Regions from separate parts of the Sus scrofa genome. Here all the other regions are linked to region 3. A link is a contact called in public Hi-C and promoter capture Hi-C data. All regions are on one chromosome and are shown on one strand. The core of a region is the stretch at or near the end of the contact, and the rest is flanking DNA. Distances in the headings are between cores, read along the strand shown.

Region 1 (2,700 bases), core at 21-2,520, 330 kb before region 3:
TGTGTTCTGGATCAAGGCAACTCCAACCGGGTAGTTAAAACATTAATCAAAGTATCTTTATTAATAAAAGGAGCAAAATGAAGTTTAAAAATTACTGATAAAAAACTTAAAATCTTTCAGAAACCCGATGCTGAGCTGACTGAAATCTACTCCATTTATAACGCAACGGCTGGTCCAAAGCTGTTTCAATCAGACAAGAGCAAACCTCGACATGACTTAATTCCTAGGTAACAATAACCACCCCAGAGGCTGCCAGCCTGGCCCCGCGGCGCACAGGGAGTGATACAACATCACACAGCTAGACGGCGTTCGATGTGTGTAAGGTCCGAGAAACTAGTTACAGCCGTCCCTGGCGCCTGTTCAAAGAACATCTGCTGAATTAATAAATGGAAAAGAACCATCTGGGAGAAACAAGGCATTGGGTATAATCTCTGATGCAGCCCCTGATCGCCTGGGCAGTGCCCGGACCCACCTCCGTGGGGTGTCGCGGCTGAGATGGCGGCGCCACGGCCTGCGAGACCGACTCAGGCGTCCTGCTTTCTCTTCCTGCCTGCACACGCGCCTTCCCCCAAGAGATTCCCAGCCCGAAGATCAGCCTTCACCTAACAGCTTTCACCGAAGCTGCGGGGCGATGGCGGCTGGAGACTACCAGGGCGCCCCTGAGAAGTACCCGAAACAGACGACGATTCAGTTCAGCTGGGGAGTCAGAAACACGTCCCGGTAGGGGTACACTCAAAGCCCGAAAGAAGCGGGCCTCGAACTGGGCGGCAGAACGCCCTCTGAAAGTTGACAACGCTGGTGGCGAGGAGGGGCGCGGCCCTCCAAAGCCTCTGGTAGCCCTTCGGGAGATCTGGCTGGGGCTGATGGGCCGCCGCCCGCGGCTGACAGGAAGGCTCTACAGAGTCTACCCCAAGAGCAGAAACTTCCAGTCATTACGGGTGGATGCCGCACTTACCCCCAAGAAAGACAGAAGTAGCAGCAGTAGCGGTTTTATGCTCCAGATTTGCAGCAGGGTCCACCGCTTCACAAAATGGCGCCTCCGTCGAAGGCCGTCTCCTACCCACAGTACCTCGCGCCTATCCCTTCCCCTCCTCCCCCGCCTCCTAAGGAGAAGTCCAATCCAGAAGGTTTTTGGCTGAGCGAGGGCTGCTGGGAAGTGTGGTCGCTAGGGCAGCCTGTCACTTAACTACGCCCAGTGTCAATTTCCTGCGTATTTCTCTTTCTTCAAAACCACCGCCAAGTCCTCAATCTGTCTTTTGCAGAACTCTCACCTTTATTAGGCAAAGTAATTATTTGCCTTGGCTACAAAGGTCTTAGAGAGTACAGTTTGCTTTCACTGATAGGATGTAAACCATCACGATTAATCTGGCTTTAAGAGAAGGAACATAGGTTGATTGCCTATTGCATCATTGAAAAGTAGATTAGATTATTGGGCCACAACCTTTACAAATAATATATTTTTATTTTAATGACCTAGGAAGTGAGTATTAAACCCATTTACAAGTGAGGAAATTGAGGTTTATGGAAATTAAGATTTTTTTTTCTTTTTTAGGACCCCACCCTGCATCATAGAGAAATTTCCAGGCTAGGGGTCCAGTCGGAGCTACAGCTGCTGGTCTACCCCACAGCCACAGCAATGTGGGATCCGAGCCCCCGTCTGCGACCTACATCACAGTTCAAGGCGACAACATATGCTTAACCTGCTGACCTTAACCCACTGAGCAACGCCAGGGATTGAACCTGCATCCTCATGGATGCTATTGGGTTCATTACCACTGAGTCCCGCGGGAAATTCAAGACGACTTTTTTTTTTTTTTTTTTTTTTTTTTTTTTTTTGGTCTTTTAAAGGGCCACACCCGCAGCATATGGAGGTTCCCAGGCTAGGGGTCTAATCAGAGCTGTACCCACCGGCCTACAATAGCAACACCAGATCTGAGCTGCTTCTGCGACTTAGGCCTCAGCTCAGGGCAACTCGGGATCCTTAATCCACTGAGCTAGGCCAGGGATGGGACCGGAAATCTCATGGTTCCTAATCAGATTCCTTTCCGCTGCACCACAACGGGAACTCCTGAAGACTATTCTTGAAGGCAGTCCAGAATATCATTCCATTAATATTAGTCTAAGGCAAGGGCTCAGGGAAGTTATATACCAGGGTTATTTTAAGAGTTATTACTTGGCCTTCCTTTTTTCTTTCTTTCTTTTTCTTTTTCTTTTTTTTTTTGTCTTTTTCCTTTTCTAGGGCTGCTCCTGCAGCATATGGCAGTTCCCAGGCTAGGGGTCTAATAGGAGCTATGGCCACCCGCCTACAGCAACGTGGGATCTGAGCCGCATCTGCAACCTACACCACAGCTCACTGCAACACTAGATTCTTAACCCACTGAGCAAGGCCAGGGATGGAACCTGCAACCTCATGGTTCCTAGTTGGATTCATTAACCACTGCACCACACCGGGAACTCCTGCTTGGTCTTCTTTCTAAGAGCATCTCGAAGTTAACAGCCAAAACCAACCTTGTCTCCTTCACAGCCTTCCCTGGACTGTGAGTGGCAATTCCCTGCTTCCAGTTACTCAGGACAAAAACCTTAGAGTCATCCATGACTCCTTTTTCCTTGCACCCAATTGGTCAGCAAATCCTGTGGACTGTACCTTTAAAATATATCTTGGACCTGACCACTTCTACCTGCCTCAACTACTCTTCACCT
Region 2 (2,700 bases), core at 195-2,694, 460 kb before region 3:
CTGCCACTGGGCACCACACCTGCTCGCAGTGGGAGGCTGGACAGGGACCACTACCAGACCCACAGTCTTTGCACAAGTCCACTTCAGATGCCCACCCTAGAGGGCCCCCAACTATTCAACCAGCTGGTCCACCACTCCCTCCCTCGCAGGGCAAGATCCGACAAGCCCACCTACTCCCAGAGGCCATGTCCCAGGCCGCTGGGCCCAGAAGGGGTGTGGGAGGCCCACACCCGTCAGCAGATCTCCTTGGCCTGCCCGCCGGGGGCAGCAATATGTCGGCTGTCTCACCACTTCCACTTCCCCCCACCCCTCAAGCAGCCACCATCTTCCCTGGCCTTGGAGGCCACGCAACCCGAACTCCTCCACACTCCTTCCTACTCCCAGACACCCCCTCCCCCCACCCACCGGCCCAGACAGGGCTTAGAAACTAGGAAGCAGATAGACAGCCCGCAGAACTCTCTGGGAAGCTTGAGGCCTGGTCCCCTCCCGGATGTGACCAAGTGGAGCCTCAGTCCAGCCCCCTAGGTGTCTGGGGCCTGTCTTCCCAGCTCAGCCTACCTGGTGCAGGAAGAGTGGGGGAATCTAGAAAAGACCAGAGTGTGAGAGAGGACTTAAGAGCTGGGGAGCAGAGGATCTGAGGTGAGATGCATGCAGAGAGGGAGTCGGTGAGGCAGAGGCAGAGCAGGGAGCAGGGGGGGGTCTCTAAAGGCTGGAGGGAGAGCTTATTAAGTAATCATCTCATTTGATAAGTTCAAACCAAAATCCCACTTGAGAGGTCTCTTGGGGTCAAGGTGCACAGGTGGAGGATATAGGGTCTAGAATGAAGATGAGGCACAGAGGGTAAAGGAGGGAGTGAGTGGGGGCCTGGGAGGGGCCCCTGGAGATACTCATGCCCAATAGGAAGAGGGGGAGCTAGTGAGGGAACAGGTGGTGCCTGAGGATGGGGTCTGAATGGGATTCTGGGGGTTTGGGTAAAGTCTAGGTAAGGATGTAAAGACAAGGCAGAGGCTCCGAAGGTCTATGAGGCTGGTCAGTAAGGGTGGATGGTCAGACAGAATTCTGGGCAGCGGATGTTGAGGCACCAGTGTCTGGGTTTGGGGGCCCGGGGTTTGGGATGAGTTGAGTCTGATCTAGAGTCTGGGCTCTGGATCTGAGAGGTCTAGGCCAACCCTGAGTTTTGATCCATTATTTATTTGTATGTCCTTGCCAGGCGGGTCTACGGGGTTAAGTCCAGGCCGAGTGTGGGAGTTCGAAACACTAGTCCGCAGGTCAAAGTAGGGAATTTGGGTAGGGAATCAGGGGTCCCAGCGCAGGACGCGGCCTCACCCAAGAGCAGCAACTTCACCTCCCGCGCCGCCTTCTCGCCGTCTTCCCGCAGGTTCTTGTCGATCATTTTGGAGCGCTCGGCCGCCGCCTTGTCCTCAGCGCTCACGGTGCAGCCCATCCCGCCGTCCGCCGGCCCGGCCGCTGCCCGGCCACCACACGGCCCCGGCCCGGCTCGGCCCCGCCCGACCCACTCGGCTCCCGCCGCCGCCGGCCCTCTACGGGTAGCTCTCGGGTCCGCAGTTCCGAGCGTCTGCAGGCGGTGCCTTCCAGGCCGCCGCGCACCGACGGCAGGGCGGGCCGGGGGTGGGGCCCGAGCTAGTCTGGCCGAGGACTGGGCCGGGGCGGGCCCGGAGGCGGGGCCACAGGAGACCCGGGGTCAGTGATTGGCTCGAGGGAGAAGTTAGGCGCAGCCCAAACTCGGTGCGGGCTGAAGGCGGAGCCACGCCAAGGGATAGCTGTAGGGGTAGAGCCTAGCACAGAAGCTTTGATCGCAGGCGGGGCCGGGCTCCGATTGGGTGCGGAGCGCCTGGAGCTCCGCTGCCCGACGGCGGGGGCGGGCGGATCTCGTAGCCCGAGGATGAGGATCCGGTGCACCTCGCGGGCCAAGCAGGAACCAGCCCTCCAAGCTTCTGAGAGTCGAGCGAGATGAGTAGAGGAGGCGTGTCTTCGTCATTTGTTAAAGTTAATGAACCCAATAAACTTGTTTTGGGATCTACAGCGCCCCGGAGGCTCTCTGGACTGCCGCTTTTCTTCGTCTTAAAGTGGGTTTGGCCCCTTCTCTCTCAAAGCTGCAGTTAAAAAAAGAGAGATAGAGACAGAGAGGAGTTCCTGTCGTGGCTCAGCGGAAAGGAATCTGATTTGTACCCACGAGGACGCAGGTTCGATCCCTAGCCTCGCTCAGTGTGTTAAGGATCCTGCGTTGCTGTGAGCTGTGGTGTTGGTTGCAGATGCGGCTCGGATCCGGCATTGCTGTGGCTGTGGCGTAGGCGGGCAGCTGCAGCTCCAATTTAACCCCTAGCCTGGGAACCTGTATATGCACCAGGTGCGGCCCTAAAAAGACAGAAAAAGAAAAAGAAGAAAGAGAAAAAGGTCTAATGCCACCTTTGCCCAGACTATCTCATTCAACTGGGATAACTTCTCTAATCATCCAAGACATCCATCCTTTTCTGATTTTCTGGGAGGTATTCTCCTGCAGGTAGCCATCCTGGGACTCCAACCTGGGACCCAGCAAGCATGACCCAAAGAGGAGAGAGAGAGGGAAAAAGATAGGGAGAGATGTCACCTGATGCAACGAGGCCCCAGTTCAAAGACAAGGAAGGTTCACAAAGCCAGGAAGGGAACTGGCCACCAATATTTGGTCATCAATGCTTGGCC
Region 3 (2,700 bases), core at 122-2,621:
GCTGGGACCCCCTTGTTGGAACCTCTCCAGCCTGGGGATGTGCTGTACCTCCTGAGTTCCTATATTTTGGGAGCAGATGCTGCCCCCATTCTGCTCTTCATCACGAGAGGCTGTACCCACTTATAGTCAGCGTTTTCCTGGCATTGAGAAGAGCAGGGCTGGGATCTGCTGCTTCTCCCGCAGGGCAGGGTCCCTCCTTCTTTCAGCACTTTTAAACACTTGGGAGACCCAGCCTTGTTATCTGTTGAGTGGTGGGCATGCGCATCTGCACATGCTGTTTGCCACTATTTTGCCCTGCTCCATGCCAGAGAGCCCTGTCCCTGCCAGGCCCTGTTTCCCCAGCCCCAACTTGGGACCAAAGTGCAAGACGGGATCACTGGTTGGGGCGCTCAAGCGACCCCTCTGTGTAGTGCTTCCCTGGGCCAAGTCGACACCAGCCCCCTAGCGGGGTGGGATGGGCGGTGCTTAAAAGAAAGGGGACCAGTGTAGCAACATGCTGGGGACCCCACCCCTCTCATGTCCGGTCCTGTGCAGTGGGCGTGGGGTTTCTCCTAAGGGGCCAAAGGCCTGAGCTAGTTATGTAGCTGCTGCTCACTTGCTCACGGCTGGCCATGTGCACACTCCTAGATGCAGAATGCTTTGAACTTTAGAGCTGTTCAATTTGGTCTTTGTGCAGATTTAATGTTTTAGTGGAAAAAATTTGGGAGAATCCTGGGAAGGTCCTGGTTCCTTTGCTTCTCCGGGAACTGTAAGGCCTGGCCTCGAGGACCACTCTCTGCTCCACTTTGCTGGAAGCTGCCTAAGCCTGTCCACGCTGCCCGAGCCCTGCACCCGGATACTACACTTGGCTCCGGCCGTGTCCGGGCGCGGTTGCTTTTTCTTGGGACCTTGAGCGCGGGAGAGGGGGTGCTCGAGCCTTGGGCCGAACCTGCCCCTTTCCGTACACCTAGCGCTGCCCGCCCCGCTTGTGTCTGAGGTCGTGTATGTCAAAATAAAGCCGCTAGAAACTGAGGCGTGTCCGTGTCTTTGAAAAAAAAACAAACCCAGAAACTCGGGGTGGACTGGCCTAGCCCAGCCCGGCCTCCTCGCGCCCTCGGCCCCGCCCCAGTTCCTCCGGCAGGGCGGGGCCGGAAGCGGCTGGGGTGCGGCTGACCTGGGCCCGAGAGGACGGAAGCCTCGCCTGCGGCGCGAGCTCCGCCTTTGGATCCGCCAATGGCAAGCCGACCCGCGGATCCGGTCCCGGTCGCCATGGCAGCCAGGCGCGCTCCGCTCTCATTGGCTGAGTCTGCCGGAATACCGCGTCGCGGCGACCCGACGCCGATGGCCGTGCCACGTATGCCGCAGCTGATTGGCCCGCCCGGGCTCCCGTCATACACTGGCGGACGCCAGCCAGAGTTGGCAGCTCGCTGCTCTCGCTTCGGCGTCGCGTACTAGCTTGCCGCTGACTTGGACTTAGCGTCGACGCGGACTGGGCGGACAAGGCAGAACAAGAGTTGGTCAGTCTGGAGCGTGAAGGGAGCGGGAGGGTGTCATAGGGGTCGGCTGGGCGGGCCGCGGACACCTCGGAGCCCGGGACTCACTCTGGCCTCCAGCAGGCGCAATGAAGGCACTGATCCTGGTGGGTGGCTACGGGACGCGCCTGCGGCCGCTGACGCTAAGCATACCGAAGCCGCTGGTGGATTTCTGCAATAAGCCCATTTTGCTGCATCAAGTGGAGGCGCTGGCCTCGGTAAGGCCCAGGGACGGGGTCTTGGTGGGATTTGGCAGGGTGAGGGACGGCCAGCGACAGGAGGGCAGGGATCCCTGTGCCTTCGGCTGAGCCCGCCTGAAGGCCGGCACTGTTCATTCCCACAGGCAGGCGTGGATCACGTGATTCTGGCCGTGAGCTATATGTCTCAGATGTTGGAGAAGGAAATGAAAGCACAGGAGCAAAGGGTGAGGCACGGATTCTTGGCTTTTTCCCTTGGTCCCCGCTCAGCTTCCCACCCTAGTAGGAGAAACCTAACGGGGCCTTCTTCCTTCCAGCTAGGAATCCGAATCTCCATGTCCCATGAAGAGGAGCCTTTGGGAACAGGTCAGTAGAGACAAGAAGGTTCCTTGGGGAGGGTTTAGGGCCAGGAGAGGGGCAAGACTCTGTCTGCATGGGGCTTGCTGAGCCTGGGTCCAGAGGCTCAGACCTGGAAGATGATGGTGACCTCTTGCTCTTCCCCAGCTGGACCCCTGGCACTGGCCCGTGACCTGCTCTCTGAGACTGCGGAGCCTTTTTTTGTTCTGAACAGTGATGTGATCTGCGATTTTCCCTTCCAAGCCATGGTGCAGTTCCACCGCCACCATGGCCAAGAGGGCTCCATTCTGGTAAGGAAACAGGTCTTTCTTCTCCGATAACCCACCCCACCCCAGCCTCTCTCACCTCCCAGCTTTGAATTGCCCCAATGTTTTGGGTGCAGAACCATGCAGTATGTGCCTTTATGCATCTGGGGGCACAATCCCAGATATAAGACACCATGTACCTCAAGACTCAGGAGCCCTGGACTAGGTCTGAGGTCCCCCTGCACTCAGGTGACCAAAGTGGAGGAGCCCTCTAAGTATGGTGTGGTGGTGTGTGAGGCTGATACAGGCCGTATTCACCGGTTCGTGGAGAAGCCACAGGTGTTTGTGTCCAACAAGATCAATGCAGGCATGTACATCCTGAGCCCTGCA
Region 4 (2,700 bases), core at 190-2,689, 400 kb after region 3:
AGCTAAGTGTGGTAGAGAAAGAGTTGGCTGCCATTCTCTTCCAGGACCCTTCCTAAATGAGATGCTCCACTCTCCTCCCCTATCTGTCAAAGGACCCTCTGTGACCAGGGTCGGCATGAGCACTCGGTCACTTCAGTGTGTGGCTGAACAGGGAAAGATCCTTGAGAGAGGTGTGTTTTGAACAGAGAAAAGGTGGGGGGAAATGGGTGATTTTTCCAACCAGTGAATGGACATTTCCCCTCTTGTGTTTTAGACAAAAGCAGCTTACGTGCTATTTTACCAGCGTCGAGATGATGAGTTTTATAAGGCACCTTCACTCAGTTTTCCTGGATCGTCTGATGGAGGAACGAGACCAGGAAGCTCACAGCAAGGCATGGGGGATGATGAGACTTGCAGCATGGACACCAACTGATGTTGCTTCATGACCCTGCACCACAGCACCAGTGTAATCCCCCAGGAGAACACCTTTGACACTGAAGACTGCTAGTGTTTCCTCTAAAAACCAGATGAGGAAATTTCCTTCTCTTATGAACAGAAGGAAAAAAAAGACCGTTTTTGCTCAGAAGGGTTATACCAAGAGGCTGAATTATTTTTCTTTCTATATAGGTGGCGAGAAATTTCTGTAAGCCTTTGGAGCTGCAGAGTGGGGGTTGGGGGTGTAGCACAATGGAGTATATCTGATGGATTCCAAAGAACAGAGAGGAACACACTGTAATTGAGTTTGGTGCAGCCATGAAGACCTGCCACGAGCTGCCCTGAGTTCTTGGATTTCTAATTCTGGTGCTGATTACTGGTCCCCCCAGTAGTCTGCCTGCAGTAAACTAAGCCTCGAGTAAACTTGATGTCATCCCCTTCTCCCTTACTGTGCACTGAGATGGGTTTATCATTCTCTAAAAATTAGCCACTGAGATGCATTTTTGTATCCCTTTGAGTCATGGAATTTCCAGCTTTCTTCTCCCTAATGAAATGAAGATATTTGGTATTAGGGTTTCCTGCCCCTTAATCGCCTATGGAACCTTGTACTTGTGTCATGTCTCCCAGCATCCTTGATGAATTGAGGCAGTGTGATACCCTGTGACATTTTTATTAGATATCACTTAGAAGTCAGTATGTGAAACTGCTGGGTACTGTGTCCCATACAGTACCTTTGGTGGGTTGAGAAGAGAAACTTTTCCCGGCGTTGACTTCGGTTAGAACCAGCCAGTTCTCTCCACCCCTGCCCCACCACGCTCCCATGACCCATTTCATCGCGGTGAGGAACCCGTTGTTCACTCGTCACTGGGGCCCTTCCCCTTCAGTCTGCGTGAGTTCTAAGAACAAGGTCATCCGGGTCTTTTTTTGTTTCTTTGTTTGACCTTTCACCTGAGCCGTGGGGGTTGGGCCTTCCGTCATCGATCTGGTCACGCGGGCGACCGTTGGCAGGGGAGGTGGTGCAGTCTCACTCGCTCGCTGCTTGGTGAGGACGCGGCTGCGGGTCTGCGCCTGAGGGCCGGCCGGGGTGCGGTGTGGAGGTGGGCCAGGGCCTGAGAGGGAAGGCTTTGCGGGCTGAGCCGAGGGCCAGGGCTCTAGTCCGATCGATCGCAGGTTACTCCCCGAGAACTGCGGGCCTCACCCGCCCCTACGGGTAGGGTGGGAGGGCAGCGCCGGGAGTGTTCCCCTGCTCTCTGGCCTGTGTCGTGCGTCAAACTCAAGGAAATCAGAAACTGTGGCGAACACCACATTCGGGGGTGGTTTACCTCCTCATATGTAACAGTATTCTCACATTGCTCTGTGCATTTCCAGTGAATTACACAATAAAGACGGGTCGCTTTTAAGGGAGATGTCTGAAAAACTGAGAAGATGCAGAAAGGAGCTGACTGCGGCCATTGACCGGGCCTTTGAAGGGGTCAGTCATTCCCAGGAGTGCTCAGGCCCGCTGAGGCTGGAGCTGGACGCGGTGCGACTTCCCTTCCCCCTCCCCGTGCACCGGCTCCTCTGCAGGAGGAAACCGCTGGCAGCCTGCTCCTCTGTGGCTCCTTTCTCTCCTGTCCCTTGTGACCCTGAGAATGAGAGCCCTGTCTTTGCACCAAACCCTGCTCCTGTGACTGCAAAGCCGCAGGCTCTATGTCCCCAAAGAAAACCTCTGACCAGCAAGGAAAACATACTGATGCATTCCTCCATTTTGGCACCTGAAAGACAGCTTTGGAGAGCAGTAGGAGATGGGGAGAACTGGAGAAAAGACTGTTTAAGGTGATTCCGATCTGATAGTTTAATAGCTTCAACTAAGGGAATCTTGTATCTGAAAAAAATTGTTGAAGATTCTAAATTGAGGCCGTAACACTGCTTTTGCCTCTCCTTGGAAGCTCTATGACTTCTGAGGAGAAGTTTGCAGGCAGTCTTCAGGAAATGTGTGTGTGTTTGTTTTTAAAGGGTGAGGGATCCTAGATGTCTAGCAAATCTTGGAAACCACTCTGCAGTACCAAAACGGGGAGTGAATGTTAAAGAACCTGGTTTTATTTACTTTTGGTTTTTTTTGCCATTTCTTGGGCCCCTCCCTGCGGCACATGGAGTTTCCCAGGCTAGGGGTCTAATCGGAGCTGTAGCTGCCGGCCTTCGCCAGAGCCACAGCAATGCCAGATCTGAGCCACGTCTGCGACCTACACCACAGCTCACGGCAACGCCGGATCCTTAACCCACTGAGCAAGGCCAGGGATCGAACCC
Region 5 (2,700 bases), core at 12-2,511, 480 kb after region 3:
GGAACTCTGAATTTGCATTTCTTTCTGGACATCTTGACTGTGCGTGAAGGCACTGAAGACCCCACCATCAGTGCTGAGGCCCTGGGAAGCTCAGGGGCACAAGGTGAGGTCTAGGGTATGGTGTGTGTTTCTCTTTAGAGGTGCCCAGACCCCTCTGTAAGCAGCCAGAGAATCCTGGGGTTTTATGGGAAGGGAGGAGAGCTATTAACTAGCCCCCAGATGAAGCATTCATCCACCCTCCAGCTTCCACCTGGCCCCAGCTACCAAATTTGTACCACTCTACATGTTAGGACCAAAAGTTGTGACAGCATTTTTGCTTCGTAGCTCAGGAACTGAACAAGGTGCTAATTTCCCCACCATCTCATCCATGAAACAAGGGCTTCCAGGCTGGTTCTCATCCTGGTATGGGGGGCCCCTAACCAAGAGGTGACTTAGGTTAGAGCACTAGAGACCATTCTGGCCCCCCTCAGACTCCTAGTGTTAATTTTCCCCTATATCCTCTCATCTGGTGCTGTTTGGGTGGTGAACCCATCTGCTGGCCCCCAGGTTATAGATGGAAAGATAGGCCCCAGTCTCTCAGACCAAAGAACAGAAATTTGGGCACAGTTAAGACTTGAGGGAAGGCTTCCTGCCATTGAGGGAGCTGAAGCTGGACCAGGATCCTCCCACCACAACTGTCTGCATGTTCCTAAGCAAACATACTCGGGCCCACACTGTTATATTAGGACTCTCAGATTGGACACGCCTATAACTTTGGGCTTATATGCAACATGTGTGCACACCAGCCTTTCATACCACATGTGGTGGCCCCCATTCTCAGGAAGAGAAGGCCTACTGCCCTCAGAAGCTGTACCCCTGCTACAAAATAAAGGGGCTCCTGTGCAACACTCCCAGGCAGAGTGCACTCCTTTCACCCTCTGGTCAGGCAAATGGGACAGAGACAGACCTTGTCAGTAGCTCATGGGGATACTAGAGGGTGAAGGATGGCTTGGACCTTACCAGGATACCCTCCCTGGTAAGATGTCACTGAACCATCAGGCCCCTCAGAGAGGGTGTTAGGCCCCTAATCCAAGCTAGTCTGGGCTCTGGTGCAGTCCTGCCTCGGGCAGCGTCAGAAAGCACCTCTGCCCCTCAAACTCCTGCACAGGCCCCCAAGAGTTTAGGGTAGTTTTCGTTGCCACCTCCTCCAGGAAGTCTTCCTCGGTTCTTACTTGTTCCGCCCCCAGACTTTGGGGGAAACGGGGTCTCGAGGGGTCAAGGGTCACTGGGGCGGGCCAGGTCCCGGAAGCGGAAGCGCGGCGTACTTCCGGTGCGCAGCGGGCGGCCATGTTGGAGCAGCGGAGGCGGCGCAGAGGTGCGTCTTGGGTCCTTGCGGCGGCGCCGGTAGGTTGGGGCCGTGGGCCTAGCCACGCCGCGGAGGGGCCGTCCGCGAGGCGGCAGGGCGGATGGGCCGGGCGGCTGGCTCCTTCGGGACCTGCGCCCTCTGCCGGCCCGGCCGAGATCCCCAACCCCCACCCCGTGCCCAACGACCCCACCCTGGGGCTGTGCGACCCGGTCGGGCTCCCACCGCCCGCCCCGTACATTTCGCTGCCTCCAAGACCCCCGCTCCTACCCTCGGCTCGGACCCCAGGGACGCGGACTCCCAGCCTGAGGGTCCTGGTCTGCCCCCTCCCTGGTTCCACTTGGATGGGGCCTATCCCGTCCCACGTCGTTCACCAGCTTCCCCTGCCGGTCTCGGGGGCAGGTGTGAAGGGAGGTCAGGGGTCAGGCTGCAGTGTCTTGGAACTCCCAGAGGACCGCTCCCAAGGGCCCAGACCGACCTGGGCGGAAGAGCCCCCCAGTTCACCCCCAATATGTGTTCTTGGAGGTAGTGGGCCCCTCCTTACTGTACAGTTCTCAGCTTTGGAAACTACAATCCCTGGAAAAAAATAAAATAAAAGAACTAAAGTCACATGCGAGGATTGTACTTGGAGAATGGCCTCTAGAGAGGGGAGGTGCCTAGACACCTGAGGATCAAAGAATGTTTCCAAACAAAGAGCCCCAGGGCACTTCCTCCAGGGAATTCGGAATAATTCCTCTGCTCCACTAGGGCGGAGGAAGACACTGCACAGACGCACCTCCTGGCCCTAGGGACTTGCCTCATCTCAGTTGATCTTTTAATGCTCTGGTGGAACTGTGTGGTGCTGGGTTGGGCTAGTCATGATTGAGAGCTCACAGCTTCAGAGAAGCCTGGACAACTTGGGTCTTCTCAGACAGCTCCAAATGAGCTGAACTAGGTCTGCAGCCCAAGCCCTAGTTAGGATACCTCAAATCTCTAGTGTCTACTATCTTAACCATTTTACTTGGAGTCATTGGCTCCCATTGTCAGATTTTGGACTCTTGGTCTGGCTGCTTGGCTCCTGGCTGCCTAACTTTCTAGAGCTGTGTTATTAGTACCTGCTACTCATCATCTTTTTAGTTTTTATTGAAAGAGAGCCTGGCTCTTTCCTTAAGATTAGTCTCCATGGCTCTAGTGCCAGGAATTGGACCCTGTCTGGGAACTTGGAAAGCAGAACTTCTGATAGACAGGGAGCCTCCACCCTGGGCCCCTGAACAGCAGTAGCTGGAGAAACAGAGATGGTCTTGGACTTGGGTGTAAGTCTGGGACCTTTGACCAGCATTCAGAGAGCATTCAAAATTTGTACTGCCCTGCTTTCAGCT
Region 6 (2,700 bases), core at 200-2,699, 430 kb before region 3:
AGAGCAGCGGCCCTGGAAGAGGCTCAGTTGCATGTTGTGGGGGGGGAAATGCTTTAGTCCAAAGCAAATTCTCTCCGAGGTCTCTGAGTTGCCCCCTTTACCCCCGAAAGACTCTGCCCTCACTTCCCTGAAGCCAGAAGAGGCTCTTCACCAAGAGGAGTGGGAGCAGGGCCTCAGTGAAGGGTGCCTTCCGTGGGGGATTTTCAGACATCACTCAGGACAAGGGACTTCTTTTCTGCCTGCCTCGCCCTTCCCAAGCAGAGGTGGGATAGGGTGAGGACAGACATTCCCTATATCAATTCTATCTTTACTCCCAAATATTCAGAAGAGATTGCGGGTAGACAAGTGTTGGGGCAGTGAGGACAGGGGTGGAGCCGGGCTCGGCTGGTGCTCAGCCTTGCCTGGATCCCCCTGGCCATGCCCCCTTTCCTTATTTCTAAGGAATAGGAGACAGCTGTGTCTGCCCATGGGCAGTGAGGCCTGGGACTTGGTGCCTTGGGGAAGGGGTTTCTAGGGTGGCCAGGTTCTTGGCAGGAAGCTCCTATCCCACCCTTGCCTGCTTCTCCCCTAAGGCCTTGGTGCTCAGAGGTGGGTGGTGGGTGTTAAGGCCCCCCCTTCAGGGATGCTGGGGGAGGCCTTGACCTTGGGGGTGAATTGGGGCGGGGGTGTTCGTAGAACAGCTGTGTCACTTGCTTCTCAGCCACTGGCTCTGATCCGATTAATCCATGGCCTCTGCTGTTCCTAGCCAAGCTAGTCTCTGTCTCATGTATGCCCCCCTCCCCGGTGTTGGGAAAGAACCACAACCCTCCCCTGCCCTCGGAGTCAGGACTCCAGAATTCTCTTCCTCCTGACTCATGGCACCACCACAGCCAAGCCCTAGCACACCTCAGTTTCTCTCTGTGTTACACGAAATGGCTCTGTCCTTTCCCCTGGCTTCAGGGAGTGGGTGAAGGGGAAGCTGTGAGCAAAGGGCAGGGGACTCAGCTTTGGCTAAGAGTGCCAGGGGCCTGGGAGGACTAAAGAGAAAGGCATTAGGATGGTGGCATCCTTGAAAACCTAAACTACCCAAGCTCCTTCCCTGTTGATGGCTGAGAAACAGGAAGGGACTGGCTCTCCCTCTTGATCTGGAGCTGGTGTAATCCCCAGATCACAGCTTACCTTGGTTATAAGAGACCCCAAGACTCTTACCTTCCAAAGGGCCTTGAGGACTGCCGGTGGGACAGAGTCACATAGGAGAGGCGCTGAGCAGCATTTCAATCTGCCCCCACCTCCCATCTCCAGATACCCTGGATGCTAACAGAAGCCATTTGCCAAGGGTTGGGTGTTCCCACTGGCAGTTCCTGAGGAGCCAGGCCTGGCTTCAAGGTCACTCATCATGTGGGTGTTGGGGTCCTCAATCCAAACTGGAAGAAGCAGGGACTGGCTGGGCTGGGCTGCTGTGGGAGGCACCAAGGCAGCGTGATGTGGGGTCCCTGGGCGGGCCAGTTGTGGCCAGGCTGGGGGAGGGGCTGCCTGTTTGTTGATGCTAGGCCTGGGCCCCAGCCAGGGCAAACACAGCTCGGAGGCCTTTCCCGCCACCTGCCGAATCTCCCAACCCAGCCCGAGGTGGCTGGACATCTGGCAGCCGTTACGGGGCTCTGAGAGGTACCAGGCGCCTTCTGCCAGAGGCCAGAGGGAATATCCATCCACATAGCTGCAGCACTGGGGGCAGCCACGTGGAGTGGAAGGTGGAGGAAGTTTTATCTCAGCCTTCAGCCGGGCCCCCTGCCTCTGCTCCCTCATCTCCAGAAACTGCTAAACACACAAGGCAGAACTTAGGGTCCCAGGATCTCCCAGACCCTCCTTCCAGGGTCCCGGCAGCCCTTTGCTCTGTTCCTCCCTCTTTAGTCACATCTTCTCAACCTCCAGCTAGGTAGGCTCCTCTCACCATGCCAGCACCTCCCCTGGCACACCATCTACACAGAAACCCCAGACCCTCTCTCTCTCTCTCTCTTTTGTTTTGCTTTTTAGGGCCACGCTTGCAGCATATGGAGGTTCCCCAGGCTAGGGGTCTAATCAGAGCTACAGCTGCAGGCCTACGCCACAGCCACAGCAATGCCAGATCTGAGCCACATCTACGACCTGCACCACAGCTTAACCCACTGATCGAGGCCAGGGACTGAACCTGCAACCTCATGGTTACTAGTTGGATTTGTTTCTCCTGCGCCACAATGGGAACTCCCAGACCCTCTTTTACAGTGGAGCTCCATCTTCACCTCCAACCCAGTCCTCCCCAGAGCCTAGCATCTTTATCCACCAGCTCCCTGGACACACTGCAAGCACCTGTCTCGCACCCAGCTGGCTTCCCTGACATCCTCCCAACCTGCTCCTCTTCCCAGTTGGCCTCTTCATCCCCCACTGCCTGGTTGGCCGCACACGTTCCTGTCCCACCTCCTTGGCGAACTCTCACTTGTTCCTCAAAGCCCAAATGAAAGGTCACCTCTGAGAATCCTGCCTGAGCCCCCAGGAAGAACCAGCTCTCCCTGTACTTACTGCAGCTGCTTTCATCACCCCACTGCATGGCCACAGCCTCAGTGTCTCTGGGTGCGCCTGTCTTTTCCTCTAGACAGGAAAGCTCTTGCCAGGTTAGCTCTAAAAGCAGCTCAGGAAAAACCTGATGGAGAAGCAATCTGTGGCATTGGCTCTGCCAAGGGGAGGAAA

The links. Promoter capture Hi-C pulls out the DNA fragments that hold promoters and counts their contacts. A called contact is a pair of places that touch in the nucleus more often than the background predicts.
Region 1: a contact with region 3 is called in a promoter capture Hi-C map of liver, with 4 times the contacts expected there. The contact joins the promoter of RBM5 here to the promoter of GMPPB in region 3. A contact is called at or near these places in 1 of 5 promoter capture datasets (liver) and 2 of 47 Hi-C or Micro-C datasets (embryonic fibroblasts and heart right ventricle).
Region 2: a contact with region 3 is called in a Hi-C map of liver, with 6 times the contacts expected there. The contact joins the promoter of GNAI2 here to the promoter of GMPPB in region 3. A contact is called at or near these places in 1 of 5 promoter capture datasets (liver), 4 of 47 Hi-C or Micro-C datasets (embryonic fibroblasts, fetal skeletal muscle, liver and 1 more) and 2 of 2 datasets of contacts at active chromatin or transcription factors (alveolar macrophages and skeletal muscle).
Region 4: a contact with region 3 is called in a Hi-C map of liver, with 2.9 times the contacts expected there. The contact joins the promoter of C13H3orf62 here to the promoter of GMPPB in region 3. A contact is called at or near these places in 1 of 5 promoter capture datasets (fetal liver) and 1 of 47 Hi-C or Micro-C datasets (liver).
Region 5: a contact with region 3 is called in a promoter capture Hi-C map of fetal liver, with 3 times the contacts expected there. The contact joins the promoter of CCDC71 here to the promoter of GMPPB in region 3. A contact is called at or near these places in 1 of 5 promoter capture datasets (fetal liver) and 1 of 47 Hi-C or Micro-C datasets (liver).
Region 6: a contact with region 3 is called in a Hi-C map of liver, with 2.9 times the contacts expected there. The contact joins the promoter of SLC38A3 here to the promoter of GMPPB in region 3. A contact is called at or near these places in 2 of 5 promoter capture datasets (fetal liver and liver) and 1 of 47 Hi-C or Micro-C datasets (liver).

What each region holds. Positions count from the first base shown.
Region 1 is chr13:32,578,350-32,581,049 of Sscrofa11.1, reverse strand. RBM5 (RNA-binding protein 5) reads right to left here and starts at 1,270. Exons shown (of 25, transcript XM_005669588.3): 1 at 956-1,270.
Region 2 is chr13:32,711,617-32,714,316 of Sscrofa11.1, reverse strand. It overlaps GNAI2 (G protein subunit alpha i2), which reads right to left and starts at 1,444. Exons shown (of 8, transcript NM_001123116.1): 1 at 1,327-1,444. The coding sequence starts at 1,444.
Region 3 is chr13:32,251,826-32,254,525 of Sscrofa11.1, reverse strand. It overlaps GMPPB (GDP-mannose pyrophosphorylase B), which reads left to right and starts at 1,371. Exons shown (of 10, transcript NM_001244541.1): 1 at 1,371-1,496; 2 at 1,593-1,729; 3 at 1,855-1,935; 4 at 2,026-2,074; 5 at 2,213-2,355; 6 at 2,560-2,700. The coding sequence starts at 1,601. IP6K1 (inositol hexakisphosphate kinase 1) reads left to right here. Exons shown (of 5, transcript XM_021068778.1): 5 at 1-1,011.
Region 4 is chr13:31,847,564-31,850,263 of Sscrofa11.1, reverse strand. It overlaps C13H3orf62, which reads left to right and starts at 1,439. Exons shown (of 4, transcript XM_013981667.2): 1 at 1,439-1,511; 2 at 1,783-2,229. The coding sequence starts at 1,820. It overlaps USP4 (ubiquitin specific peptidase 4), which reads left to right. Exons shown (of 22, transcript NM_001243188.1): 22 at 254-1,009. The coding sequence ends at 412.
Region 5 is chr13:31,769,821-31,772,520 of Sscrofa11.1, reverse strand. It overlaps CCDC71 (coiled-coil domain-containing protein 71), which reads left to right and starts at 1,261. Exons shown (of 2, transcript XM_005669536.3): 1 at 1,261-1,354.
Region 6 is chr13:32,681,880-32,684,579 of Sscrofa11.1, reverse strand. It overlaps SLC38A3 (sodium-coupled neutral amino acid transporter 3), which reads right to left and starts at 1,449. Exons shown (of 16, transcript XM_005669590.3): 1 at 1,189-1,449. The coding sequence starts at 1,275.